2 separate regions of the Macaca mulatta genome follow, and region 2 is linked to region 1. The links are chromatin contacts, called in public Hi-C maps. All regions are on one chromosome and are shown on one strand. The core of a region is the stretch at or near the end of the contact, and the rest is flanking DNA. Distances in the headings are between cores, read along the strand shown.

Region 1 (4,048 bases), core at 601-3,100:
CAGCTCTTCCAGGAAGACCTGGCCGGCTTTGCGGAGGATCTCGGAGCTCTTCTTGGACAGGAACCAGCCGAAGTAGAGCGGCAGGAAGTCCTTCTCCAGCCCAGGCTTCAGCTTCTTCAGGTCATCAGCCGACAGCTGCCACTGGTTCTTCTCCTTGAGCTGGGCACAGTCCAGCCGCCACGCCGTCTTGGGCTCCACCAGCACCACCTGGTACTGGTACTGGTCGGCCATTTCAAAGAGCTGCTCCAGCCGTTCCCGCTCGTGGTTGGTGTCATCTAGCACAAGAATTCTGATATCCCGGCGGCGGCAGTAGGCAGCCAGGTCCTCATCGAGCCGCTTGTACTCCTCGGAGAAGGCTCCTCGAGCGCCGGGGGTGATCTTGTAAGCGTCGGCCGACACCATCTTGGTGCCATCACGGTACTTGTCCACGATGGCCCGTGCCAGCGTGGACTTGCCGCTTCCTGGCAGGCCGCGCAAGATAAAGAGCGTCTTGCACTCTTGCAGCGTGGCCACCGTGTCCTCATCCTGAAGGAAGGGAAACTGCAGCTCAGGCTTGTCCTTGGCCCCTGAGGATGACATCTTGCGGAAGAAGATCTTGGGCAGGAATGTGTGGCTTTTTCGGGAGAAGCCTCTGTTCTGTGTAAGGAGGGGAAGAGATGTCAGCCCAGGTCATTCGCGGGCTCCCCGCCGGCCTTACCCCTAGTCCCTAGACTGGGTGTGGGTGCCTTCCGAAGCAGGGCAGTGCTGGACCTTCTGTCCCTTTCGGTCCGGGAGCACCTTTCCGCTTCTGGTCGTGGAGGAGGAAGAGGGAAGCTTGTCTGAAGCTCTCCTAAGCGTGCGCTTTCCCCATTGCTGCCACCTCGGAAAGGAAAACGTGCTGGAGGCATGCAGGGCGTGCCAGGAGCCTGCGGTTCTGGGACTGGCCTCACTCTTATATGCTTGGCACCTACTAAGGACGTCTTCTTTGGAGGTGGGGGTCTCTGTGTCTGGGCCAAGCCACAGCTGCCACGGCTGAGTGCACAGAGAAGGGTGGGGAGTGGAGAAGGGTTACCCCAAGACTGCCTCCCTTCCCCCAACAATGGCCGCAAGAGATAATACTCTCTTGTCTGGCATGCGGGGACAATGGTCCCACAGAAGGGCTGGTGGGGGGCAGGGCAGGAGAGCACTGGACAAAGGCCCTCTTTCACCGAGCCTGCCACCTCCTCCTCTACCCTCTCCCGGCCCCCACAAAGTCGTGGTCTTTGTGCCTGTCCAGGACAAGGCAGCACAGGGCACCTGCAATCAGGATCCAGCTCTGCCCGCCGCTGTGCTGTGTGTCTGAACCGCCTCTCGGAGCCACTTGTTTTCCTATCTTCTAGAAGCCACAAGAGAGGGCAGCTTTTACCGTAAAGGGTCCCCTCCTCCGAACTGGCTCCGCCTCCCGCGCGCACCCGGGCGCGGGGCAGCGGTTCCGCGTGATGAGACGGTCCCGAGTCCCCTCTTGAGGAACGCTACCGTTTCCCTCTCCAGCGGCCTCTCCGGCACTCCGAACCCCCCGCCCAGCTTCTTCCAGACCTCAGGGCTGCCCTGAGTACCAAGACAACTGGAAGTCGAGCCCGGAGCCCCGGGTCCTCGTTTGCAAGACGCTTCCTGCCGAGGGGCCCCGACACTCGTTTCCTGCCCCGGTGCTACCCCGTGCCCGGCCCCGCCTGGCCTCTCACCATGATGAGGAGGGGCGCCGCCGTCGCCGCCTCTGTCGGCACCAGCGCTCCGGGGCCGCCCGCCTGCGCGGAGGGACACGGGAGTCCAGCGGTGGCACGACCCGAGCCCGGCCGCTTTACATAGCCCGGGGGCGGAGCGGGCACCCGGGCGGGCCGGGGCGGGCCGTCCCCTCTGCGCGCAGGCGCTGCGAACCGAAACCCGAAACTCCCGCCGCGCGCGGGAACCCCGGCCCGGCCCCGCCCCCTGCGCGCGCCCGCCGCGCCACGCGCACCCACTCACTGCGCCTGCGAGCTGGACGGCCGCTACCTTTTTCTGTGTGTCGAGGGGTAACTCAGTCGCCCTCCCCGGTCCCGTGGATTAGCAGGAAGTGAGTGAAGCAGGGTCGTGCAAGGTTGGATCCTATCTTTAATTTTTGATATTTTATTCATCATGGACTTTTGCATTAATTAAAAACTTTTTTTTAAACCACATTGGATTAAAGTATTATGCAATTTGCTGGCATCCCGGTAAACTCTGCATCTGAAATGCCTCACTGACCTCGTCCGGTCCCTGTGCCAGCCGAAAGTCAGTCTCAGCCCCGACCTTTCCTTCTAGAAGTTGTGGAGACAGACCAGGATGGCAATGGCCAAAGGGACAGATGAGTAACGGAGTGAAATCCTAACATCCTCTGAGGCCAGATGCTCAGCTGCCACCACCTCTGTGAAACCACTGAGAGCTCCGTTGGATTTTTGAGTTTCTTGTACCAAGTGCTGTGCTAAGCACTCAGTCCTCGCAGCAACCCCTGAGGCAGGTATCCCATTGTTCAGAGAAGCCAGCTTGGCGAGCCTGATTTACCTGATTGTGCCACCCAGAGTTGTCAGAGGTGGAGTCTGTCTGCCCTCCCAGGCCACTCCCCTATCTTTGGCCTCAGTCCCAGCATTCGCTTAGTTCTGGCTTGGGGCATTCTCCTGCCTGTGCTAGCTGGGGCCACCCCACCACTGTTCCATCCATAAAGCCTCCCGGTGTCCTGCGCACTGGAAGGACTCAGTCAGTCACCGGTGTCTGGGAAGCACCTCTCCTCCCAGGCCTTCCCCTCTCCTCCTCCCTGTGACTTCTCATTCCCTGAAGCTCCTGTATCTTCACCCTCCTGAAACCCTTTCTTCTTGGCACCTTTCTCTCCACGAGGCTCTTCCAAGAATGGGCAGGGGTGAGGAGACAAAGTGACAGACTCAGGGTTTGCAAGAGTGAAAGACACCTATTTAATGGCAAAATAGTGACGGAAAGCAGCACAAGTAAAACCCTCATTTTTCCTATTACAGATAAATCGCTTGAAAATCCAGTTTAATAAGATCCCGTTATCCCTCTGAACACCAACTTCCTGATCCTTATCCCTACCGGTGTCTTCATTCATACTCCTTTTCCATCTCATTTTCTGTTTTTTTCATTTCTCCTATTTCCCCAAATTGTGTTTTTCCCAGTTCTTCTGGCTCTCTTCTGCCCACTTCTGAAAGTTTATTTAGTTCTTCTGGTTCCTGTCTGCTGAACTCTCCTGAGAGTCTTTGGCCTAATTCTCCTGAAGGCCTCCTATAAATTTCTCTTGACTCTCTTCTGCCAGCTTCTAGTAGCTTCCTGCCTGTTTCTCCTGATCTTGTGCCTAATTCTCCTGACAGGCCCTTGGCAACTTCTCCCAAATCGCTTCTGGCTTTTCTTGCTTCCACACTCTGCTTTCCGCTTGCTGTGCTCTGCAGAGCTCCCCCAAAAGCCTCATCGTCCTCATCCGTCTCTCTCTCATCCTCAATATGGTCCCACTGCTTCACCACCTTCTCGGGCTCATCTCTCACTCTCCTCATGTCCTTCTCTGTTATTATTCTATCTTCATACAGTAAAGCTTCTGAAAAATAAGAGAAAAGTGGGAGGAAAGATAAAAGTTTGTTCATGTCAGGCCGGGTGTGGTGGCTCGCGCCTGTAATCTCAGCACTTCGGGACGCTGAGGCAGGCAGATCCCTTGAGGCCAGGAGTTCCAGACCAGCCTGGATGACACAGTGAGACCCTGTCTGTACTAAAAATACAAAAATTAGCCAGCCATGGTGGTTGGCGCCTGTAGTCCCAGCTATCTGGAGGCTGAGGCAGAAGAATCACTTGAGCCCAGGAGGTTGGAGCTGCGGTGAGCCAAAATCGAGCCACTGTACTCCAGCCTGGGTGATAGAGCGAGACCTGTCTCCAAAAAGGGAAAAAAAAAAAAAAAAGAAACTGTTCATCTTTGTGGAGGCCTGTGCTTTTGAGAGGCAGATGAAAGAAAGGCCCTGAGAATGACTGTTTTTGCTAGCTTTTTAAATTGGTGTTGACAGCACACCTTTCCAAAAGCAGA
Region 2 (4,048 bases), core at 518-3,017, 150 kb before region 1:
ATGCGGTAACTGACCCTTTCCGGGTCACTGCCGTCCAGTTGCCGCTGTCCGGTCACCATCAGCCATTGGCCGTCCACCTGCACCACCAGCTCCTCCGGGGCGAAGCCGTGGGCATCCATCTTCATTTGGAAACCCGTCTGTGGCATGATCATTGTCCTCCTGCGCTGGCGGACTCTCCCTGAGCAGCCGCACCGGCATTGTGGCTACCTGGTTCCTTTCAGCGAGGCCCACGCTGGGACACCGGGATGCCACCCGGCTCTCGGAGAAGGTGTTACCGATCGGCTGCATCCGAGTCAGCAACTAACTGCTGTCCAAGGGCGCGAGGCTCCGAGCGCAGAGCTAGGCGCGCGGACGCCCGGAGAGGGGCGTCCCGTGGCCTAGCCGAGATCAGCTCCGCTCGCTCGGTTCCCTTCGCTTCTGCAAACGCAGGCGAAGTTCGGAATCAGTCACGCCCATCTTACCTCCAAGAGCCAGACTGTCACCGCCCTGGCGCGCCCGCAGCTACTCTCATCCTAGACCCTGACCCTTTCTCCGCCCTTCCCCACCTTCGTTAATGGGCCCCGAGGAGGCCGCAGCTGTGAAGGAACTGGATCCTCGACCAGGCCAGACCCGAGGGAGCCGGACCGCGGTGCAGCCAACAGCAGATTGATCCCCCAGCTGGAAGGGGGCTGTCTTGCCTTCTAAGGACCAGGCCTGGGGCAAGGATTGTTCCCAGAGAGAGTCAGGGGAGGGCGGCCTTTCTGGGTCATCCACCCTACCTCTCCCTGACCACCCACAACCCCACGCGGACACGCGAGACGAGGAGGCGGACTGGTCTCTCCGGCTGCATTAATTCATCCGCCCCCCGGGGTCTCCTGTGATGCAGGCTGTGGTCTGGGTTCGGGCCACAAAGATGAAGATGCAGTCGGGGCTTTAGGAGAGCGGCTCCCAGTGCGCAGAGAAAGGCTTAGCCGTCCCCTGCCTCACCCTCCACAGTAGCCTTCTTGGTGACCATCGTAACCACAGCTATGCCTCTGGTGCTGTTAATTGATTTTTTTTTTTTTTTTTTTTTTTTTTTAAGAGTCAGGGTCTTATTATGTTGCCCAGGTTAATCTCGAACTCCTGGGCTCAAGCGATCCTCCCATCTCGACCTCCCAAAGTGCTAGGATTACAGGCGTGAGCCACCTCGTCCGGTCTATAAACTTTATTTTTTATTTTTTTGTAGAGATGGGGTCTCCCTATGTTGCCCAGCCTGGTCTCGAACTCCTAGGCTCAGGCGATTCTCCTGCGTGAGCCAGCCACCCGGCCTGATAAACTCCCTTTTGTTGAGTGATGCTATTAAATACATACAGAAAAGCGCACGAAAAGGTGCAGGTGAATGTCAGGAGGAGAACACACCCAAGTCACCACCACACTGCTGCAGAACTGTTGTTACGTCTCATCTTTACCGCAGCTGCAATTCCATGTCCGGAGCCGCGTGGGGCAGGGCCTGTGCGCGAGTTGGGGGAGGGGGTTAAGTGGGAGAGAGGCGCAGGAAAGAGGCAGACCCCACGATTGTCCCCAAGACTCCTTGTCCCCAAGAGGACAGCCATCGTGACTCTCCCGGACACCATTAAAAGAGATTACAAGTCAAGAGGGGTCAATGTGGGGCCTTCGCTCAGGCCTCACTTGGCTGTCAGGGGCCAAGAGACCAGACAGAAAAGTCTGGAAGCTGGAGGCAGTGGGGGAAGGCGCTGGAAGACTACAACTCCCGTCACGCGCCGCGCAGCGACGCCTGCGCACTGAACGCCGGTTGCCCATGCGGCCCTAGGGCTGGGAGCGCGGCGCCGCTCTCCGCTGCGGGGGAGGCCATGGCGGAACCTTCCCAGGCCCCGACCCCGGCCCCAGCTGCGCAGCCCCGGCCCCTTCAGTCCCCAGCCCCTGCCCCAACTCCGACTCCTGCACCCAGCCCGGCTTCAGCCCCGACTCCGACTCCCACCCCGGCACCAGCCCCTGCCCCAGCTGCAGCCCCAGCCGGCAGCACAGGGACTGGGGGGCCCGGGGTAGGAAGTGGGGGGGCCGGGAGCGGGGGGGATCCGGCTCGACCTGGCCTGAGCCAGCAGCAGCGCGCTAGCCAGAGGAAGGCGCAAGTCCGGGGGCTGCCGCGCGCCAAGAAGCTTGAGAAGCTAGGGGTCTTCTCGGCTTGCAAGGTGGGGGCGGGGCCTGGGGTGAAGGGGCGGGGCTTGGGGCATCCCTGGGCTCGGGTGGGAGTGGGGTAAAAGCTCAGGCTGCGGAGCGGCTCTTGCCCCAGAGGTATAGATCATTGACTGATCCTTCCGCCTCCAGGCCAATGAAACCTGTAAGTGTAATGGCTGGAAAAACCCCAAGCCCCCCACTGCACCCCGCATGGATCTGCAGCAGCCAGCTGCCAACCTGAGTGAGCTGTGCCGCAGTTGTGAGCATCCCTTGGGTAAGGCAGGCAGCGCCCTTGGAGCTGGGGGCAGCTGCTTGGACAGGGTGACAAGTGCCACAAAGCCTCATCTCTGAAAAATCAAAGATGCCTCGAAGGAGGGATTGGGTTGGGGGGTGTGTATGCACCAAGGGAGGGGAAAGGAAATCTCTCAGCCCAGAACAGGCCCAGGCAACCCAATGGCTGTTATCGCAGCAGTCAGTCTCACTATTGGTCACACTGGTTGGAGGGACGGAGTGTGCATCTTGGTTGGCTGTGAAGAGGGTCAAGAAGCCTTGTTGATTTCTTCTATCAATTTTTCCCAACTCTGTCATCTGTCTTGCAGCTGACCACGTATCTCACTTGGAGAATGTGTCAGAGGATGAAATAAACCGGCTGCTGGGGATGGTGGTGGATGTGGAGAATCTCTTCATGTCTGTTCACAAGGAGGAGGACACAGACACCAAGCAGGTCTATTTCTACCTCTTCAAGGTGAGCTTCTACTGAAGGAGGGTGTGAATGAAGGAGGTGGGGCCTTGAGGGGTTGTCTGCAGCTCTGCCCCGCTCCCCTCTATGCCCCTTCCTCTTCTCTCTAGCTCCTGCGGAAGTGCATCCTGCAGATGACCCGGCCCGTGGTGGAGGGGTCCCTGGGCAGCCCTCCGTTTGAGAAACCTAATATTGAGCAGGTGGGATAGGGAAATTGGAGATAGCGGAGAGGAGAATTGGGGACAGCTTGGAGGAGTGGGGAGCCTGTGTTCTCCATCCTCCTCAAGCTGAGAACCGTGGGGAGGTTCAGAGAAGGGAGGGTGTTTTGTGCTAACCTCAGGGTGGGCATGGTGGTAGGGAGGGGGCAGAGCTTTTCTATAGAAAGCACCCGAGAGAGAGAGGAGAACCTTGTCCCTGGCCTCAGGGAGCCTCTTCCTTTGTCTAAGAAGGCCCTGCAGGCTGCTCACATCTCATTCCTGGTTTTATTCCCCACCCACCCCTTCTCAGGGTGTGCTGAACTTTGTGCAGTACAAGTTTAGTCACCTGGCTCCCCGGGAGCGGCAGACGATGTTCGAGCTCTCAAAGATGTTCTTGCTCTGCCTTAACTACTGGAAGCTTGAGACACCTGCCCAGTTTCGGCAGAGGTCTCAGGCTGAAGATGTGGCTACCTACAAGGTCAATTACACCAGGTAGGCCCAGCCAGGGGCAGCTTCGGGGGAGGCTGGCAGGCCCAGCCTGGGTTCAGTGGTTTCCGCCCTCACCTGTCTCCCCCTCAACTCCCTACTCCAGATGGCTCTGTTACTGCCACGTGCCCCAGAGCTGTGATAGTCTCCCCCGCTACGAAACCACTCATGTCTTTGGGCGAAGCCTTCTCCGGTCCATTTTCACCGTTACCCGCCGGCAGCTGCTGGAAAAGTTCCGAGTGGAGAAGGACAAATTGGTGCCTGAGAAGAGGACCCTCATCCTCACTCACTTCCCCAAGTAAGGCTCCTTCTGGCCTATCAGGATTTGGCCCCAAGTTCACATCCTCCCTGTTGTCCCCTTTTTTCCAGGAAGGCTTCCTGGATTGGTCCCTCCTCTCCCTCCATGGGCCTTCTGGGATCTGGGCGTCTACCTGGCAGACTTGCCCATGGCCCAGAAGCAACTTGCTAGTAC

The links. A called contact is a pair of places that touch in the nucleus more often than the background predicts.
Region 2: a Hi-C map of blood shows a contact between it and region 1, with 5 times the contacts expected there. The contact joins the promoter of KAT2A here to the promoter of CNP in region 1. A contact is called at or near these places in 7 of 14 Hi-C or Micro-C datasets (CD4 T cells, blood, cortical neurons and 4 more).

Annotation. Positions count from the first base shown.
Region 1 is chr16:66,305,773-66,309,820 of T2T-MMU8v2.0, reverse strand. CNP (2',3'-cyclic nucleotide 3' phosphodiesterase) reads right to left here and starts at 1,850. Exons shown (of 4, transcript NM_001035528.3): 1 at 1,701-1,850; 2 at 1-636. The coding sequence starts at 1,703. It overlaps ODAD4 (outer dynein arm docking complex subunit 4), which reads right to left. Exons shown (of 11, transcript XM_028836483.2): 11 at 2,916-3,571. The coding sequence ends at 3,556. It overlaps LOC144335718 (a long non-coding RNA gene), which reads left to right and starts at 3,888. Exons shown (of 3, transcript XR_013406840.1): 1 at 3,888-4,048.
Region 2 is chr16:66,458,084-66,462,131 of T2T-MMU8v2.0, reverse strand. KAT2A (lysine acetyltransferase 2A) reads left to right here and starts at 1,767. Exons shown (of 17, transcript XR_013406792.1): 1 at 1,767-2,168; 2 at 2,305-2,413; 3 at 2,754-2,899; 4 at 3,004-3,093; 5 at 3,401-3,582; 6 at 3,683-3,874. It overlaps HSPB9 (heat shock protein family B (small) member 9), which reads right to left and starts at 297. Exons shown (of 3, transcript XM_015119686.3): 1 at 136-297; 2 at 1-134. The coding sequence starts at 288.